Linked DNA regions of Sus scrofa: region 2 is linked to region 1. The links are chromatin contacts, called in public Hi-C maps. All regions are on one chromosome and are shown on one strand. Each heading gives the region's core, a stretch centred on a gene start, on an enhancer-like site or on the middle of the called end of the contact. The rest is flanking DNA. Distances are from core to core; before and after follow the strand shown. Region 1 holds the start of WDCP (WD repeat and coiled-coil-containing protein). Region 2 holds the start of UBXN2A (UBX domain-containing protein 2A).

What was found. A called contact is a pair of places that touch in the nucleus more often than the background predicts.
Region 2: a Hi-C map of skeletal muscle shows a contact between it and region 1, with 2.8 times the contacts expected there. The contact joins the promoter of UBXN2A here to the promoter of WDCP in region 1. A contact is called at or near these places in 2 of 5 promoter capture datasets (both in liver), 8 of 47 Hi-C or Micro-C datasets (brain, embryonic fibroblasts, fetal heart ventricle and 3 more) and 2 of 2 datasets of contacts at active chromatin or transcription factors (alveolar macrophages and skeletal muscle).

The regions. Positions count from the first base shown.
Region 1 is chr3:114,634,818-114,639,048 of Sscrofa11.1, forward strand. It overlaps WDCP (WD repeat and coiled-coil-containing protein), which reads left to right and starts at 1,440. Exons shown (of 4, transcript XR_002342822.1): 1 at 1,440-1,566. It overlaps FKBP1B (peptidyl-prolyl cis-trans isomerase FKBP1B), which reads right to left and starts at 1,383. Exons shown (of 4, transcript XM_021087779.1): 1 at 1,301-1,383.
Region 2 is chr3:114,711,221-114,715,739 of Sscrofa11.1, forward strand. It overlaps UBXN2A (UBX domain-containing protein 2A), which reads right to left and starts at 2,965. Exons shown (of 7, transcript XM_003125368.6): 1 at 2,697-2,965.

The DNA.
Region 1 (4,231 bases), core at 190-2,689:
CGAAGGAAGCAAGCAGATACTAGCACATCCACCCACCCATCCATCCATCCACCCATCCAGCTATCTATCCATCTATCCATTTATGCATCCATCTGTTTAACACATGTTTATCTAGCACCTACTCTGTGTTAAGCTCCGGGAGTCAACCCGGTCTCATAGACTGGAGGGGGAGGGGAAAGGTTGGCAACAAACCAACATTTTAATTAGACATGTTCACTGCCGTAGAATTCAGAACGTTATGGAAGGACCAGAGAGGATGGTCCCATCTAGGCTGTAGGGACAAGCTGGGGGCTGGGGACTGGGGGTGGGGGGGAGAAGAAACCAATCATTACTGACCTTTCCCCACCCACCCTAAACCCCCATTCTCCATCTCGAATAATTCTGACCCACGCATAGGTGGGTTCCCACCTTTCAAGACCGAGAACTGTGCCCTGGGGATACCAACTGAATTAAGACAGAATCGCTTCCTTGAAGAATTGAATCTGTGACAGATGGAGACACACACAGTTACAGCGTGGAGTGATTCGTGCTGTGGGATGAATGAATGAATGATGAGTAAGTTGTACCTTGAGCTCCTCCTCCACGCTGGGCCCTTCACCTCCACCCATAGGAGATCCAGGAATCCGGAAATATTATTTTTTGGAGGAGGTAGCATTTGCTTGACAAATGTATTGGACTTTAAATTTTCTCCCGCCCCCCCATTCTTCTCTGCACTGTTGCAGAAATTAACATGACAGCGACAAGTGGCGCTGGAAGATAAACAGGAGGAGAAAAGCCTGAGCAAATCAGATGTGGGCCCTAGAGGTATTGTTCTTCCACATATCCCCTCCCCAACTCTCCCAGATGGTTAGGGCAGAGACGTCAGGTTATCAGCATCCCTGAAGGAGGACTGCCAGTGTTGTTCAAGAAACATGATGGTCAACTGTACTGTGAGAGTCAGGATCTGAATTTCCAAAGTGTGGCCCAGAATCTCCCAGGGAATCTCCTTGAGCTGTGGCCATGGGCAGGCACTTTTGCGGTTAGTGTAGAAACAGGGGTTTGTAATTGGGACAGGTCCACGAAGCGGCTTCAGTTAAATGCCACTATTTGGTGTATGGACGAGAACACTTGCTCTGAGGCGATTTTATCATATTTTAAAGAGGTCCTCAACTCCTTCTCAACCCCCTTCCTCCACCCCCCCAAAAAAAAGGTTAAAAAACCGTGTTGACTGTAGAGCGCCCAGACGCCTTCTTAGACTAAAAGACCCGATGGGAAAATGAGGGAAAGCGCTAAACCTCTCACGGAATTGTGGCAGGCTTACCGTCGGTGGTCTGCACCGTGAATACAACTCCCAGAAGTCCGTGCGGCAAAGCCGGAGCTTATTGGCCAGTGGGAAGGACCCTCTCCTAACAGGACACAAAGAACAGCCAATAGAGATGGGTCGTTGCTGCGCTTGCCCAGCCACCGCTCACCTATCAGGGGCTTGCGAGCGGTGCTTCCGGTACCGGCTCAGGGAGTCGGATCCGCGGTCTGTGGACCTGGGCGCCCCTGGGGAGAGCGACTTTCTGTGGGGCGGTGAGACCAGAGGTATTTTGCCTCCACTGATCCAGGGCCTGGCCTGTGTGGGGAGGCTGTAGGTGGGCGGGGAGAGAGGTGGAAGGACCCGCACTTTGGGGGACCGGGGAGGAAAGGATGTGTTACAGGTGTGGGGAGATTGCTGGAGGGGCACGTGAGAAGGACTGGTGGATGCGGATGAGCAGGGGGTGGGTTTAGACCTGAGAATATATTCTCTGTGATTCTCGACTAACACTTCTGGGATCTGTCCTAAGAAAGCCCTTCAAAATGAATGATATGCTTTATGCATAAACACTTTTATTCCAGCGGTATTTATAAAAGGATAACGTTGGCTATAACTATAACCAGGTATTTCACAAGTAAGAAAAAATTATGGAATTGCTTCAGCAGTTTGGGAAAGTGAATATTAAGTGGCTTCTAAAAGTAATTTATAAAACTTTTAAATAAGAAATGCTAATATGCAGTGTGAGGTGGAAAGTCGTAATGTGAAGTTGTACAGTATGATTGAAAAAGTTTAACCCAAACTGCATAGAAATCTGGAGAGATGTAGTCATAATTTTCTCTGAATTTTTTTTTGTGTGTGTGTGTGTGAATTTGCCTTTTTACCTTTCTTGTGTGTTAATTTAAAACAATAGTAAATGTAAAGAATTTGGAGTTATTTTACAGTGAAAACACAATAAACTTAGAAAAACAAATTGGGGAGTATGTAACTCTATTTAAACCTACTGGAAGTGCTCCAGTTCACCTAAGCCACTTGATTGTCACTATAATTTGTCTTAAAAGATTTAAAACAGGAGTACCCATCCTGGCTCAGTGGTTAACAAATCTGACTAGGAACCATGAGGTTGCAGGTTTGATCCCTGGCCTTGCTCAGTGGGTTAACAATCCAGCGTTTTGCCTTGATCTGTGATAATAGGTTGAAGATGCGGCTTGGATCCCACATTGCTGTGGCTCTGGCGTAGGCTGGCAGCTACAGCTCCGATTAGACCCCTATCCTGGGAGCCTCTATATGCCGCAAGTTCAACCCTAGAAAAGACAAAAAAGAAGACCAAAAAAAAAAAAAGATTAAAAAAAAAAAATTGGGGGTTCCCATTGTGGCTCAGTGACTTAAGAACCCTGCTAGTATCCATGAGGATATGGGTTCCATCCCTGGCCTTGCTCAGTGGGTTAAGGATCCAGCATTGCCGACAGCCGTGGTGTAGGTCACAGATGTAGTTTGTATCCAGTGTTTCTCTGGCTGTGGCATAGGCCTGCATCTGCAGGTCTGATTAGCCCCCCAGCCTGGGTACTTGCAATTGAAGCAGGTGCGGTCCCAAAAAGAAAGAAAGAAAAAAAAAAAGAATTAAATGGTCATAGACTGAACACCAGGTCTTGGTTCAGACCGCCTCTCCCCTGAACTAATAGAGTTGACTTTTCTCTCCCTAAAACACCCAGAGCTCCTTATTTGAGAAATCTTATAGTGAGGGTTGAGAGACCCAACAGGTATACAGTTAGCTTTAAGCAAAATATAAATGTCTTAAAAGATGAAAAATAACTGGGGAATGCTCGAAGGTCATTTTAACCTTCGTTATCTTTGTTCTCTGATGTTTCATTAGCAGCTAGCTCTATGGCAATGACTCCCAAATCCTTACCTCTGTCTAAGGTGCAATGCTACACTATATACATCTTCTTTTGTTTTTGTTTCCTGTTTTTTTTTTGGCCTTCTGACAGCATATGGAGTTCCCAGGCTAGGGATCATATCTGAGCCGTAGCTGTGATCTAAGCCGCAACTGCCTCGGATCCTTAATCCACTGTGCCAGGGATCTAACCTTAGGTTCCAGTGCTTCCAAGACACTGCCAATCCAGTTGCACCACAGCAGGAACTCTAACCCTATATACATCTTAAATGAAGCACATCTAATACTAAATTTCTCACATACTGCATACACACTGTTCTTACCTTTGAAGCCTGCTCTGTCTTCTGTATCTGTAAATAATGGTTCAGCAATTCTCCAAGCTAAAAATGTGCATGTTATCCTTAATTCTCCTTTCTTCCTTACCACTCATCCTACTTGGTATCTTTTTCATCTGCCTTAGAAATATGTCTTGAATCCGGCCCTCTTTTTCTGCTGAAGTAGCTGTGAACTGGACTCACTTTCTTATTGTGACATTCAAACTATTTCATGGCTTCTCATTAAACTTGTCCACTTTCTACTTACTCAGATTCATTCTGCACATTGTTATGTGAATGTGTGCTGGTTCCTCTAAATCCTTTATGATTGGGGAGATAGGATTGGAAAGGTATAGCAATATAAGACAGTTTAAGGCCTTCACTGCTTTGCTAGAACATTTTGGAAAAACTTTTGTACACATAGACTGTGGAGATTCATGAAAGGTATTTGAGCAGAAATGCAAAGTGATCAGAGCTGTGACTCTTCTTAAGATAATTCTGGGAGTTCCCATCATGGCTTAGCAGAAATGAATATGACTAGCATCCATGAGGAGGCAGGTTCGATCCCTGGCCTTGCTCAGTGGGTTGAGGATCCGGTGTTGCCATGAGCTATGGCATAGGCTGGCAGCTACAGCTCCGATTAGACCCCTCCTAGCCTGGGAGCCTCCATATGCCATGCAGCCCTAAAAAGACAAATAAGAATAATTCTGCCCAACGCAATAGACCCCAGGCTCTGGGAAAGAAAAG
Region 2 (4,519 bases), core at 1,715-4,214, 78 kb after region 1:
TAGTCAGGTTCGTTAACCACTGAGCCACGATGGGAACTCCTGCTTGTTTGTTTTTTTTTGATAACAATTTTTATTTTTTCCATTATAGATGGCTTACAGTGTTCTGTCAATTTCTACTGTACAGCAAAGTGACCCCCCCACAAAATATACATTCTTTCTCTCACATTCTTTCTCTCCATCATGTTCCATCATAAGTGACTAGATATATAGTTCCCTGTGCTATTCAGCAGGATCTCATTGCTTATCCACTCCAAATGCAATAGTTTGCATTGATTAACCCCAGACTCACAGTCCATCCCACTCCCTCCCCCTCCCCCTTCAGCAACCACATGTCTGTTCTCCAACTCCATGAGCTTCTTTTCTGTGGAAAGGTTTATCTGTGCCATATATTAGATTTCAGATATAAGTGATATCATACGGTATTTGTCTTTCTCTGTCTGACTTAGTATGAGTCTCTAGTTACATCCATCTTGCTGCAAATGGCATTATTTTATTTTATTTTTTTTTATGGCTGAGTAACAAAAGTATTTTAAATGCAAAAATCTTAGGAGAAAGGGGAAACTTCTGCAGAAACAATCAAGATTGCTGAGCTAGCCAGCCTTTGACACCATGACATGCTCACTCCAGGGTTCCATTATGAAATGCTATTTACCTTGCAAAATCCATCTCAAATACTGCTTTAGAAAACCTTTCACAATTCCTCCAAAAGGCATGAATACAGAATTACTAACACAGCAGGGAGAGATTAAGTACGTACTCTTAAAAATCTGCCCTACCTTCATAGCCACAATCCTAATCCCAACTATCATCTCTAGGGCGTTTCCCCACATCCATTCTTGTCCCCATCCAATTTGCAGAGGAGTCACGGTGACCTTTTTGATTAAGATACAAACTTGATTATGGGGCTTTCCTGTTTAAAACCCTTTAGTGACCTCCCATTACTCTTCAAATAAGGTCTACATCCTCTGGATAAAATTAAAGGGGAGTTCACTGCAATGTTCTCTTAACTACATTTGAGTGGTTTGAAAATTTCCCCATAAAAGTTTAAAAAAGGGAGGAAAAAAAAAAAAAAAGCTGGTCCCAAATCTTTAACATTGTATGAAGGACGCACATAATCTCTCTGGCCCTAACTACAGGCCCCTTTTGCTTTCTACACTCAATCCAACTGCTTTGCCATTCAGTTCCCCCAATCTTCCCAAGCCTCTGTGGAACTGATTTCCTTTGCCTGAACCTTTTCTGGGAGTCACCCAATTCCTACTTATCCTTAATAACTAAGCTCAAAGATTCCTTTCCGAGGAAAAAACAACTGATTTCTTCAGCTGGGATAGGTACCCTGGTTACATACTCTCATAACACCCTACATTCTTCCTTTTTACCTTCTCTCTAGGTTGACTGGCATTTACTTGTGGGATTATTTGTTTACCTTGTTTCCTCCAATGACAATGTAGAGTCCTTAAAGGCAAAACCTATAATCATCACCCACATATTCTTACCTCAACACACAATACGTACTAAATGAATGAAAAACTAAGTAATTAACATTAAATATTAAGTATACATGTATAGTATTTACCACATGCCAAGGTTAAGAGTCAGTGCTCAATACATAATTAACAAATACCATATTCTGTCTTGCATCATTATTATTTGTGTGCTTAATCACTTTCTCCATCCTGCACACAAATCTTACTCATTTTTGGATTTCACCAATTCCTAGATCTAACTTTATTCATCGGATTTAATTGCTTTCTAAATCTACATGATACATAGTACTGTATAAAACACATCATTAACGAGAACCTACTGTGTAGAACAGGAAAATCTACTCAATAGTTTGAAATAACCTATATAGGAAAAGAGAATGGACTTTTCTATGACTGGTTCTGTACACCTGAAACTAATACAACATTGTAAATTAACTTTACTCCAAAAAATTAAATTTAAAATAATGACTTACAACATATTTAGAAGTCACAAGATCAACTTTTTTTAAAGAGTTTTTCACATTTAAACTAAAATATAAATAAAAACCTTATGAACAGCTCTCAGAACACTTAAGCCACGACTGTGAAACAAGGAAGCTGGTTTTCACGTCGTTCACAACCTGTCATATGTAACAGTTCCACGTCGACATAAATACAGACTGTCAATTTTCTACGTTTTATTTTCAATGATCTCACATTAAGTACAGAGTAACCAACGCTGGATGCCACACTAACGTCCCTTATTGCTAACAAGTAACTTCAAACAACCAGAAAAATGGATACATAGGAAAAAAAAAAAGATGTGAAAACAACGAAGAGCAAGCCTACACCATAAAACGTAGGTTGCGGGAGCCACGTATTGAGGTTACCTAAGGAATGTTCGCCCCAAACAGGCACGCTTTGCATTTCTGTACTGTGCGTTTGCATTCTGAGAACTGAACTGGAAGTTTCAAAGCGCTGCGCTTGCCCGCAGTCGGCCGCTCGGGAAGACGCGCAGACCGCAGGCCCAGAGCCGCGCCTCACCTGCGCTGGGCAGGAGTCCCGCCCAGGCCGCCCTTTCGGGGTCGCAGACACGGACTCCGAAACCGAGACAAGGAAAGGGCCCCGCGGCTTGGGCGGCCCCAGGATCCCCGGCGCCCCGCTGGGGAAACGCCCGCCCGCCCGCCTACGCCCCTCACCCGGCCGAACGCGGCGCGGCCCCTGAAAACTCACCTCCGGGCGCGGCCGCTGGAGGGGGCCGCGCCGCGCCGTCGCCTCGCGGCCTCCTCAATTCGCTCAGGGGCCGCGGGCGCCGCCGCCGCCCCTGCCGCTGGGCTGGAGCCACTCAGACAGGAAGCACCGCCGCCCCCAGATCCTCTCAGGCTCGGCAGCCGCTCCGCTGGGCCCCCTCCTGCCTCCCACGGTCACCGCAGCCGGCAGCTGAGCTCTGAGATCGCGCCGAGGCCGGTGCTGCGCAGACCCGGGCGCGCGCACCGGCCGCGGGGGCGCGCGCGGGGGGCGGGGCCGGCGGCAGCGGCCGCGTCGGTCCTCAGCGTTACCGCCCTCATGGCGGCCGCCTCCTTGCTGCGGGCGCTGCTGGTGGTGGCCTCTTCACCCTGCTCGGAAAATGCAGGGAGCTAGGCGTGGGCTCACCCGAGAACTCAGCATCAACTTACCTGTCTACCTCTTCAGCTTCTGGTTGAATCCGCGGAGAGATTTCTCTGTATTCGGACCATGTTGAACTTTCCCTGAGTCCAGTGATTCTGGAAAGCCACGGTTAAAGAAATCCCCCCACCTTTCCACGTTCCTGAAAGGCTTGACAGCGAGGAGCCTCCCTTCCCCGTTGTGATTTAGATAAGACTCACGGATACCCCCTTGTTTACCTTGGACGAGGCCTGACAGAGACCCTCCAAATCCCCATTCTTTTTGCTTCACAAAGGATTAGCTGAACTGCTTATACTCACTAACCAGTCTGGACAAAATACTGGCTCCCTGGATTTTTTTTTTTTAATAATTTTTTTTATTTTATTTTCCCACTGTACAGCAAGGGGGTCAGGTTATCCTTACATGTATACATTACGATTACATTTTTTCCCCCACTGGCTCCCTGGATTTGACCAAAGTTAAGGTTCTCTCCTTCCTCCAGGCTCCTAAACTTTGACCCACCCTCAGCCTAATCCAGCATACAAACCCTCCTTCACCACCGCTCATTAAAATAGGCTGAGTTCCATGCAAAACACTGATCGTCTGTGTTATCACTGCTATCTCCACCTGTCTGTCCCACTGTGCACCACACCCAGTTTTTTCCACAGTTGCTGATCTCAGGGTCATGGTCACAGAGCTCCCCTCTAACAAGGTTTGTCCCTCACCCCCCCCCATTGCAGTACTTCCTTTTCCTTTTTTCGGCATAATCCTATCCAATAAAGTCTTTATCTAAACCCAAAGTTTATTTATTTGCGTATAATTGGATATTCTCCCAATTGTAATTGTACTCCAGCAGTATTTTTATAGTCTCTTCCCACCCCCATCCCACCCTCGCCCCACCCTCCTTGGAATAATCCTTTCAAATATATTCTTAATTTGCCTAAATCAGTTTTTGTTCTTACTTGACAGTTTTTAGTGCTGGAATTCAAATTGATATTGGACCTCACCTAAGGACCCCTGCCATTCCCACCTAAGTAAAGGCACCCTGTGAATCTTTGGAACTTGTCTTTCAGTTGTGCAATTCCGGAATCCTGTGGTGAGTTCAACTTTCAGCCAATTCTCTAGAAACTTGTCTATTGAAGCTCCCAATAAGGAGTTTGATTCCTTAGGGCAAAAGACTTTTCTATGGATGGCTTTTAAGTGTTGCCTCTTCCTCCTCCTCTTTTTTTTTTTTTTTTTTTTGGTCCTGGCACAATTTGATAAAGAGAGCATTCTTGTCAAAAATCAAATGGCTGCAGATGTATTAGTTCATTTCTGGACTCAAAATTCTTGTTACCTTTATGCCCTATCCTTATGCAGTACCATAACGTTTTGATTACCGTAGCTTCTGTAGTAGGTCTTGAAATCAGAAA